3 separate regions of the Ovis aries genome follow, and all the other regions are linked to region 1. Evidence: chromatin contacts called from public Hi-C data. All regions are on one chromosome and are shown on one strand. The core of a region is the stretch at or near the end of the contact, and the rest is flanking DNA. Distances in the headings are between cores, read along the strand shown. Region 1 has its middle 210 kb from the start of CXADR. Region 2 overlaps LOC121816219. Region 3 has its middle 45 kb from the start of MIRLET7C.

Region 1 (3,340 bases), core at 280-2,779:
TCTCAGTGATTGCATTTTGGCATGTTACTTAGCCAAAGGAGCTACTGCCTTTATATACTCAGAATACATAACAGTTATAATAATAGCTACCTGTTCTTGTTATCTTTTTTTAGGCTGAAAATTTCCCACTGATATTTTCTTGTCAGTCATGGGGTCAGAGTTGGACATGACTGAGTGACTAAGCACAGCACACATAATACTCAACAAGAGGGTTTTCCTTTTCTTATAAGTTCCAAGCATGAATTCTTACTATTTCTAATACTTTAATGTCAAGTTAAATGCAATATTTTTGTAACTAATTTAAAAGAATTTTTTACATTTTTCTAGCAATTGCTACTTATGATAATTGAATAACTTATACTCTAGCATATAGCATATACAAGTCAGGTTTTAACCTTCTAGGTTTAATAAATAGATCCTCATTTATGACTAACATTTAACAATAATTTAAAGTAGATATCATTTTTGTTCTTTATTGTTATGATTATTTTTGTAAAAGATTAGGCACCAGTGTGTGTGTGTGTATGTATATATATATGTGTGTGTATATATATATATATTTAAAATGTTTTAAATTGGTGTATAGTTGCTTTACAATTTTGTGTTACTTTTGCTGTACAGCAAAGTGAATCAGTTATACATACTAGGCTCCAATATATTCTTGATAACTACATATACATTAAAAATTTATCTTCATTTGTTTCTTTTCTTCTTGAATGGTGAATTCTTTTTTAGATTTTCTTAGTATCACTTCTAAAGAAAACATACTCTTCAAACGTTTTCTGTGCAGATATGAATTGTAATGTTTATTCTCAATGCATTCTCAATGGAAAAAGAGAAAGTGACGGAGACAAATGTATAAGAAACAAAAAGCTACTTTCCCCCTCAATACTGTGAAGGATTTATGTCAAATAGTACAAACCTAAAGTTAGAATTTACTGGACAGGCGATGGAGGGCAATCCGTGGTTATGTTGGGATTTTCACGATTTTTCTATTTAAAAATTTACCACAGACTTTATGTGGCATTTATAAAGGAAAATATCATCCTCACTGTATAAAGTCATGAATACTGTTTTATAGAGTGTTTTATTCGTGGCTTGAATTTTGAATTAATGCAGAAAAACTAAGGAAACCAACATGAAACAGTCTTATGTTTTTGCAGACTTATTTAGTTAAAATGCGGCATTTATCTGAGGTAATATTTACACAGCACAAGCAGTCAGAAGAAAATTTCTTTTCCGTAGGATCTTCATAAAAGAGCGTCCTGGGAGACAGCTCTGTACAAGCACTGTTTACTTTCAACTCTCTTTCTTCTTAACCCACTCTTCAACACTGCGTAGCACTTCGGACAAGGTCAGAAAATATTTCGCTGTCATTTTCATTCAGATTGCTATAAATAACATATTCACAGAAGCAAGTAATGCACTCTTTAACACTTTTTTTCATGTTAATTCTGGGCATAACTTTCTTTTAGAAATTTAGAAGGATGATGTTACATACTGCCACTGAATGAATGATAGAGTATACTATATTAGCTGTGTCACAGATAAAAAGCAAATGGTCAGCAGATGTTTGTTGTTAATGACCTTAGGATTCTCTATTTAGTGAACAATTTTAAATACATGAAATAAATATAAAAGTTTAGACTTAAGTGCAATAAGAGCTCATGCTGTATGCACCACCAAAGTTGTATGTCATGCTGTTTAGAAACCTTAAAGTTCAGAGACAGCCTAAAAAGTCAGGAAAAATCATATTTGCTAGGGTATACATGCATTTTCTAAATTGATGTCTTTTTAAAGGAGTGTAGTGGAAAAAAATCCTGGGGAAGTTTCAGGGATATAATATAGTCCTTTTGTTGTTATGCTCAAAAAAGATCTGCATCTCACTACTACAACTAGTTTTTATTTTACATGGAATATCTTTATTTTATGCAACGTTCTCAAAATATTCACCAAAGCCTATCATTGCAGACAGCAAACAGCTGCTAAAAATTCAGTTCTTGTTTAAGGGCCCTTATAAGACAACACGTACAGAAAAGTAATAAAATTGTACATTTAAACCTGTAGAGACTTAAAAAAATCCTTGAAAGATTTTTGCTTTACAAAAAAAAAAAAACAAAAACGTTGAACCTATGGGTTAAGACATTGGTCTTATTTACATGCAGGAGATTGATTAGTTTGGAGGCATGTTATACTCTCTATTTAGTTTAGATATTTATAAGTTCATAAAATAGAAATGGTAGCATTGTCCTTAAGCACTTTCAAAGGATCTTAGTTGGGGGTAGAAAGGATTCAGGTATTAAGAGGGAATTGATTAAAATTTAGTAACGCAGCCTAATTGGACTTGTCTAAATTTGTGAATAGTCTATAGTCTTTAAAAAGTTTTATTATTTTCATGTGCAGAGGCAAGCAAACCAAGTAAACTAAATGTTGCCTTTTAAAAGTTACTTTAATTACTAGCCAAGAATCATTTGTAATTAGTCAAGTGTGCAAACATAACAATACACGCCCTTGCTTATGTAGCAATTATATGCATGAAAATAGACTTGTAAATTTGTAAATTAATGTTTTTCTTTAGAAAGAATTTTTCCCCTTCAGAATTAACTTACAAACGTTCTTGTCCATAAATAGCGAAAAAGTAATTTCATCCAACTTCTGACTAAATTAAAATAAATTCTATTTATAGCTTTGAACTAGCAAATTGTAGAGCCAGTGCATTTTCAAATAACAACCTATGTGTTGCTAGTTTGATATTTTCTTTTGAGGGCATTTTATTTCTTCATACTTCTACTTCTGTGAATCTTTGCGTGACCTCAGCTTATGCAATACAAAGTCCACATATAAAAATTTCCTATTGATACCTAAGGTAAATTGGAGAGAGTCTATGTTTGAAGGGATTCTTTACTTTATGAAGATATTAATCCCAGAATTACTTTGAATAATAAAACAGGTTTGATATCATTTAAACACACACATTTTAACGCATACATTTTTAATATTAGAAGTCATTTCCAAGATTATCTAAAATGGTGCTTTTTAAAGTTTAATGTGTATACACATCACCTGTGGATATTGTTAAACTGTGTAAGTTCTATAGGGTGGGGCCTCAGAGTCTGCAGTTCTAACATGCTCCCAGGTGCTGCTGATCTAAGGACCTTATTTTTAATTACAGGAATCTAAAACATCTAAGTATAGTTATTCTCGAAATGATCTTTTTAAAAGCTCTTTGTGTGTGTCAGGATACAAACTGCCTGAATGTAATAGCATTTTTTTTTCTACCTGAATATTTCCTTAAAGTCTCTGAAGAAGAAAACCAACTATATTAATAACTGGATTTAAA
Region 2 (3,340 bases), core at 386-2,885, 720 kb after region 1:
AATCCTTTCCCACTGAATTAGGGAAAACTAGGTTTTTGTTACAAAATGCTTAAATTGCTCAGCAATTTACTAATACAAACAGACGAAATAATTAGAATGCAATGCATTATATGCTGAGCCAATACATTGCTTTAAACGTGAAACAAGTTTGTGTATACTTTTTCCGCTAAAGTACCTAATTGATATTTCTAACAGCTCTAAGACAAATGCTTCTTTTAAATATATTTTAAAAGTCAGTATTATTGTAGAACAAGCTCTTTTTCTACTTAGCCACTGAGAACATGATCTTTTCATCCTTATTTTTGTCACATGAAATCCTGGTAAGAAAATTAAATATAACTGCCCTCAAACTAAATTTCACTTATTAGAGAATTTTAATACACATTCTAATACAACTCTGTTTTAGGAGTTCAAGAAGTTTCTTCTTTCATATTTCAAATTATGTGGCACATCACATGAAAGATTTAGTTTCTTTACCAACTAGGGCTAAATGTTCACTTTTCTTAGACAGCCAAAAGTAATACTGTACACAAAAAGCACAGATAACATATTAATGCTTTTCCAAAACTTCTATGTATAACAAAAATTAAAACAGGTACCATCTTTTGCATAGAGATTTCTCTAGTTTTGCTTAAGTTTCTATTCTACTCAGGATTAGAGCAAGAGAGCAAAAGGAAAAAGTTAATAAGAATAAAGTGGGAGATGAGTTATAAAAGAGTAAACTGAAAGTGCAAGGATCCCCTTTTATATAACAGTAGACTTAAAAAGAAACAACAAAAAAAAGTTATACCTGATACGAAAGGTGCGATTTCACCAAGTGCAATAAATTGCTTATTATGCCATATTTTTGCAATAATACAAATATAGAAGGCTCATTTGCTTATGCTGCCTTACAAAGCTGCTTTACAAAGCGCGATGTCTCTGTAGTTAAATACAAGCCAATGTTTGCTTTTTTTTTAGTTTGTTTTGGTTTGGATTTTTGTTTGTTTGTTTTTGTTTTTGAGCAGGAGCATCTCTCTCTCTCTCTCTCTCTCTCTTTTTTCAGCACTGTTGTATGGAGTAGGACAAACTCAGATTTTTTCTTCATGCCTCCTGCTATTTCTTGGGAAAAAAAGAGGACCAGGGTGCTTGTCTTCTTTTTCTTCCTTCTCGGTATTGCAGGCACAAAGCACTGCGCAGAAGCTGCACCAATCCTTGCCGTCCCTGGCAGCAGAATGGTAGAAGGTGGGAGAGACCAGGAATCCTTCCAGGCTCTGCTGACTTTAGAAATGAGGATTGCACACGTTTGTCTCCTGAACCAAAAGGGTGAGAAGGCAGGGTGCCAGTTTGCTACACTGCTGCAATGATCTCACGCTCACTGCTGCTGCCGTCCTGTTTGCCCAGTTCAAATGCCTGTTCAGTACAAACCAAAAAAAAAAAACCTACTTGGATTCTTCAGTAAGCAAAAAAGGTATTAACATTAAAAAAGAATCAGCAATAAGAAAAGGCAAAAAACAAAAAGCACATACAATTTTAGGTTTCACTTGTTATGCCTCAATATTCTGTTTATATGTTCTTTCTTTCTCCCCCCCCACCCCCATTTAGAGATAAGCAGCAGAATTTATCAGGCGTGAAAGGGACAGCCTCCTGGTGGCCTGCCAAAAACCCAGAATAAAGGCGAAGTTGTGCTTCAAAGCTCAATCGCTTGCTGAGTCTGGCTAAAGTCAAGTATTAAGATCCACCATTTTCTGAGCCATGCTAAAAAAGAAGAAAAAAGTCAGGACGGTTCCTGCTTTCCAAGTCTCCGTTGGCACCATCACAAAATCTCAGTCGTAAGGTCACATGATCCTCTGCCAAATGTAGAGTGCATTCCCATCAACCATTCTGCTGATACTGCGAAGGCAGCTATTGTCTCGTTTAGACCCAAAGTTCAGCCCACTCTTCATTGAATTAGCTGAAAAACGCATCACCTTTGGGGGCTGGGAGTCATGGAAACGTCTACCTGGCAAGCTGCCCACTTTTTCTGCCCATCAACCAGAGATGGAATTGTGCTGCCTAATGCAATGATGACTTGGAATGTGAAGAGTCGTCCAAAGTGAATCTGATTCTTGCAACGCCTGCTTCAGTTTGCACGGAAAACTCTGGCTTCTTGTAGTTAAGAGGGAGGGGGGGGAAATCTTTCCTACTAAATGTAGCAAATAAAGGTCTGAACATGCCTACTCTGCAACTTTATTTCACAACACACCCAAATGGTTCTCAAATGAAAAGACTGAAGTCTGTGCAAGTTTTCCGAGTTAAAGACATCCCTTCCTCAGGCTCCTTTTTCCTTATGAGTGCATGCAACAAGCCCAGGACATTCATTTCAGTCCCTCACGTGAAGACTTAAAATCTCTGAGTTTCGTCTTGCTTTTTACTACTTTCTGATTTTATCTGGCACCAGTTTTGTACTACATGGTCACAAAACCCACTAGCAAGAGTAGGAATGCATTATTGTCGCAGTCTCCATCCAGGTGGTCCCCTGAGGGAGCCAGTTGTCTCTTCGACCACACAGACCACTGCAACTGGGTCTTGTGATAATCCTTCACAGCACCTAGCACAGCTGCTGTGCAAGTTTGCCGAGTCTGACTCATGTAAGGAGTGCTCTTTCTGTTCCTTCACCAGCTACAGTTTTCCTGTGTGGTATGAAAGATGCCTTTGAAAGATGCAGGAAATATATCAACAGCTCTTAGGCAATAAAATGAAATGGTTCCCTCTCCCCAGTGAATTTCCAATCTAGCGGGCGACGAAAGTTCCCGTGGACAAACATTTCCATACTTTCTAACAAAAGTACAGTGAATTAAATCTTTCACCATTTCCTTAAGCAGAATCTAAAGCCAAACAAAGCAAGTCTATTAGTATTTAAACCAAACATACTCAGTAGTACTGAAAAGAATCATGTTCTTCTACCAGCATTTAAGTGTTTCAATTTTTCAATTAATGAGAGGATCTTTAGAACTCTGTTACCAAAATTTTTAAACTATATTCAGTGCCTTACAAAACTACTGACCAATGTTATGCCTCCTCCATGTAGGTACCCCACCCCACCCCCACCCCCCGCCGCTGCCCCACGCACACACACACTGCACAATACCCGAAAAATATTTTAAAAAATAATCAAACCATGACTTACCTAATAAAATAAAATCATCAAAAAAAAAATCACACAGGGGATCTAGGAAATACCTTGAAAAAGGTATGCATTTTTTTGAGTCATGGTCTTTGGGTCACTTTCTTAAAGATCGTAGCAATGAATATATACACACACACGCATGGGAAACATTCTGCTGTCCTCCTCATTTGTAATTCAGAACACAAACAATTG
Region 3 (3,340 bases), core at 516-3,015, 670 kb after region 1:
CTTCTTATTCTAAACTTCCATTCATCAATACTAAAACATCTGTAAATGAGAGTATGACTATGGCTAAACTATTTACAAAGTAAAAATTTCCTTCTGTTTTGTATTTAATTTGATCAAGCAATGCAAGTATGGTTTTCCTAGATTAACTATTTTTATATGTGTTCTGTTAACTTAAAAAAAAAAACCACGATAGATCTGGATGTATATCAAATGATTTATTAAGTTAAAAGTAACAGTCACTGCTCTGAAATATTTTAATATAACCTGCCTCCTACCTTACAAAAAATCTTTTCTCAGAAAGGCCATTTGAACTCATTGTTATTGTGGGAAATATATTTAAAAACACTGATGAGGTTTAGGCCAGGGAAGATGGAGGATGGACAATGATCTACAGTTCAAATTTGGACTCAAAATACATGGATGTATAGATTACATTTTTTTTATCACTTGCATATTTTCTTCATTTTATTTAACCTACACTTTCTAACAAACCAGCCACAGGTAGTTATGAAAATTAGAATTAAATAAGGTAAAAATTCAATTCCTCTGTTGCCCGAGCCATATTTCAAATGTAAAACAGCACATGTGGCTCGTGGTTACCATTCTGGAACAACACAGCTATAAAACATTTCCAACCCTGCAGAAAGTTTTATTATATAGTGCTAACTTAAAGTGTCCTTGTGAAAAGTTTATAGCATTAACTGATCACTGGGTCCCAATACCTTCATTCTGGTCTATTTTAAGAGGATGAATGTATACGGATTTATCTGAAGATCTAAAATATGAGAATTTCCTTTGACTACAGAGCATCTAATATTTTTATTTACTAATAGCTTAAAATATGAAAGATTACTGAAGGGGAAGGGGTGTAAGAAGTGAACTTTAAGATAACTGACAACAAAACCATGAGAACACACAAAAATATACTCCAGCTAAAGTCTCTGAACATATTTGACAGATGCTTATTTGTCTAACCTTTCCAGAAATGAGAGTCGTGCTCTTTTTAGTGCCAAACAACGTATATTACATATCTCTGTTTCCAATAAAGAAGGGCTGTAATAGTAGCATGAGTAGCAAAACAGAAAAAAAAGCAATTTTTAAAGTTCTGTTAAGGGAGGAATTGCAGTTAAGAGCAGTAACAACTATGGTTATTCTGTTTTCTTTCTTTCTTTCTTTCTTTTTTTTTTTAAAGAGATAGGAACAATTAAAGGGCAGGGGAGACAACAGTCAGATGCCAGTGAACTAGGATGACCTGGTTGGGAATTTTCTACTAAATGAAACACGAATCGGGGAGAAACAGGTGTGTACTGGTGTGCATGTAGACCTTGTCAAGATAATTCTGGGCTATCAGTCAGATTCTGGAGCTAATCATCTTATGCAAAATGAAAATAAAGTAAAACATACAAATTATTACTTTAAAAATTTCCTGGTGAATGATGCAGCTGGTTTTCAACAAGGAAAAAACTTGACATCTTTTCTTTTAGTGTTTTAGTATTTGGACTAGGGGATGACTCAGTGTTTAACTCAGACATGTTCAGACTGGAATGCAAAAGGCTTATTTGTCAACCTAAAGTTACTTTTTCTTTCTCTTTTGATATGTAAGTACAGAGCATCACAACTGACATGGAAAAATAATCAGACAGGTCTCACTTCCTTTCAAGGATGATCCTTTAGACCCCGGCATGTGAAGTCTAATATTTACTCTTCTATTTAGAAAATGTACATGATTGTAACACTGCAGCCTCTCTCTCCCTTTCTCCCACCTTCTCCCCATTTTGCTCTCCTCTTCCCCTCATTCCCCTTGCTTTCCTCAGGTGTATAACCCACTTGCCAATCCAGTCTGTCATCAATAGCCACAAGGGGACCACATTCAAAGCCACACTAGACAGAAAAGAGGAGATCAAGTCTGAAACAGGGGTAATTAGAGCAAGAACATGAACTTGAGGGAGGTCTTGAGGGGAAAGTGACAAAGACAGCAACTTTCGTAGAGCCACGCATGAACAAATAAGTCTTGAGGGTGCTGGTCGAGGGTTTCTCTTTCAGGAAAAAGGTACAGTATGATAATGAGGGGCAATTTGGGGACCACAGAAAAAGTTATGCCGTGCTAAATTATCTTGAAATCCAGAAGAGTAGTTTTCAAAAGATAGCAGGATTATACATTCAAACAATACATGACTAATTCTGCTGTGTTGACATGCTTCCTAACAGAGAAGTAAGAAATTAATTTTGACTTTTTTAGATGGGACATTATGTGGAAATGATATCAAATGACTTCAGAATTACTGTTATACTTAGAGCATGAAGACTATAGCTAAAGAGAAAAAATAACTTATGTTTTAGCTAACATACTATAAAAATATAGGCATCCTTCAGATTCTGTGGGGGCTTGGTTTCAGAACCCCCAGGGAATACCAAAATCTTTATGTAAGGGATGCTCAAGCCCATTATATACAATCCTGTAGTGTAGTATTTACATATAACTTACATATGTCCTTCCATATGTTTTAAGTAATCACTTCTAATACCTAATACAATGTAAATACTATGTAAATAGTTGCCAGAATGCAGCAATTCCAAGTTTTTCTCTTTAGAACCTTCTGGGATTTGGAGGGGGGTGGAATATTTTTGAATATTTGAATCCGTGGGTTCAGGAAACACAGATTTGGAGAGCCAACTGTATTATTTTCCTTATGTTCTGTATACAACACTTTCAAATGAAGTGAGAAGTCATCTTACAGTCAGGTAACTAGTTCTGATGCCAGTTTGGTAAATGATAAAATTTATGGTCTTGGATGAGTCAGTTAACTCTTGGAACCTTAGTTCTCTTGTTATTAAAATTAGGTTGGATGACTAGGTTAAACACCAAGGTGTAATTCAGTGCTAAAATTTTGTGCAATGAAAGGGAGTAAAGTTGGAAACACGTGTGATCACTGATACCTTCCATTTAGATATTTGTATGCATAATTGTGTCATTTAATCTTCATGGTACCATCCAGTAGCATTCATTCAGAAAGACTAATGATAAATCCTCTTCATACGTCCTTGTGATACCTCATCTAATAATTCAGTCTCAAAAGTGTATCCTTTCATGCTAGCCATGTGATATGGCAATATTAAAGTGTTATATTAGATTTTTTATGTGGATTACCCTGTTTACATTTAAATCATCATTGATTTGAAACAACATATGAAATATTTTTATTGTAGAACTACAGATGTAATAATTTCCCAAGTTTTAGAAAAATATATACACATGTTATGGTACATGCATTAAGGAGATGAACTTAGTCTCCTCAGATAACTTATTTACAAAAATTAGCCTACATGGAGGTAAAAAAAT

What was found. A called contact is a pair of places that touch in the nucleus more often than the background predicts.
Region 2: a contact with region 1 is called in a Hi-C map of tail adipose tissue, with 8 times the contacts expected there. The contact joins two enhancer-like sites. A contact is called at or near these places in 2 of 16 Hi-C or Micro-C datasets (omental adipose tissue and tail adipose tissue).
Region 3: a contact with region 1 is called in a Hi-C map of omental adipose tissue, with 2.8 times the contacts expected there. The contact joins two enhancer-like sites. A contact is called at or near these places in 2 of 16 Hi-C or Micro-C datasets (omental adipose tissue and tail adipose tissue).

What each region holds. Positions count from the first base shown.
Region 1 is chr1:140,531,347-140,534,686 of ARS-UI_Ramb_v3.0, forward strand. No RefSeq gene overlaps it. Among named protein-coding and RNA genes, the nearest start is that of CXADR, 210 kb to the left of the region's middle. Within about 2 kb of position 1,530, at least 3 of the 54 cell types and tissues checked have an H3K27ac peak or open chromatin away from gene starts, as enhancers often do.
Region 2 is chr1:141,251,901-141,255,240 of ARS-UI_Ramb_v3.0, forward strand. All of the region lies in intron 4 of LOC121816219, which reads right to left. Among named protein-coding and RNA genes, the nearest start is that of MIR99A, 4.3 kb to the left of the region's middle. Within about 2 kb of position 1,636, at least 27 of the 54 cell types and tissues checked have an H3K27ac peak or open chromatin away from gene starts, as enhancers often do.
Region 3 is chr1:141,201,801-141,205,140 of ARS-UI_Ramb_v3.0, forward strand. It overlaps a transcript of LOC121816219 not described here. Among named protein-coding and RNA genes, the nearest start is that of MIRLET7C, 45 kb to the right of the region's middle. Within about 2 kb of position 1,766, at least 2 of the 54 cell types and tissues checked have an H3K27ac peak or open chromatin away from gene starts, as enhancers often do.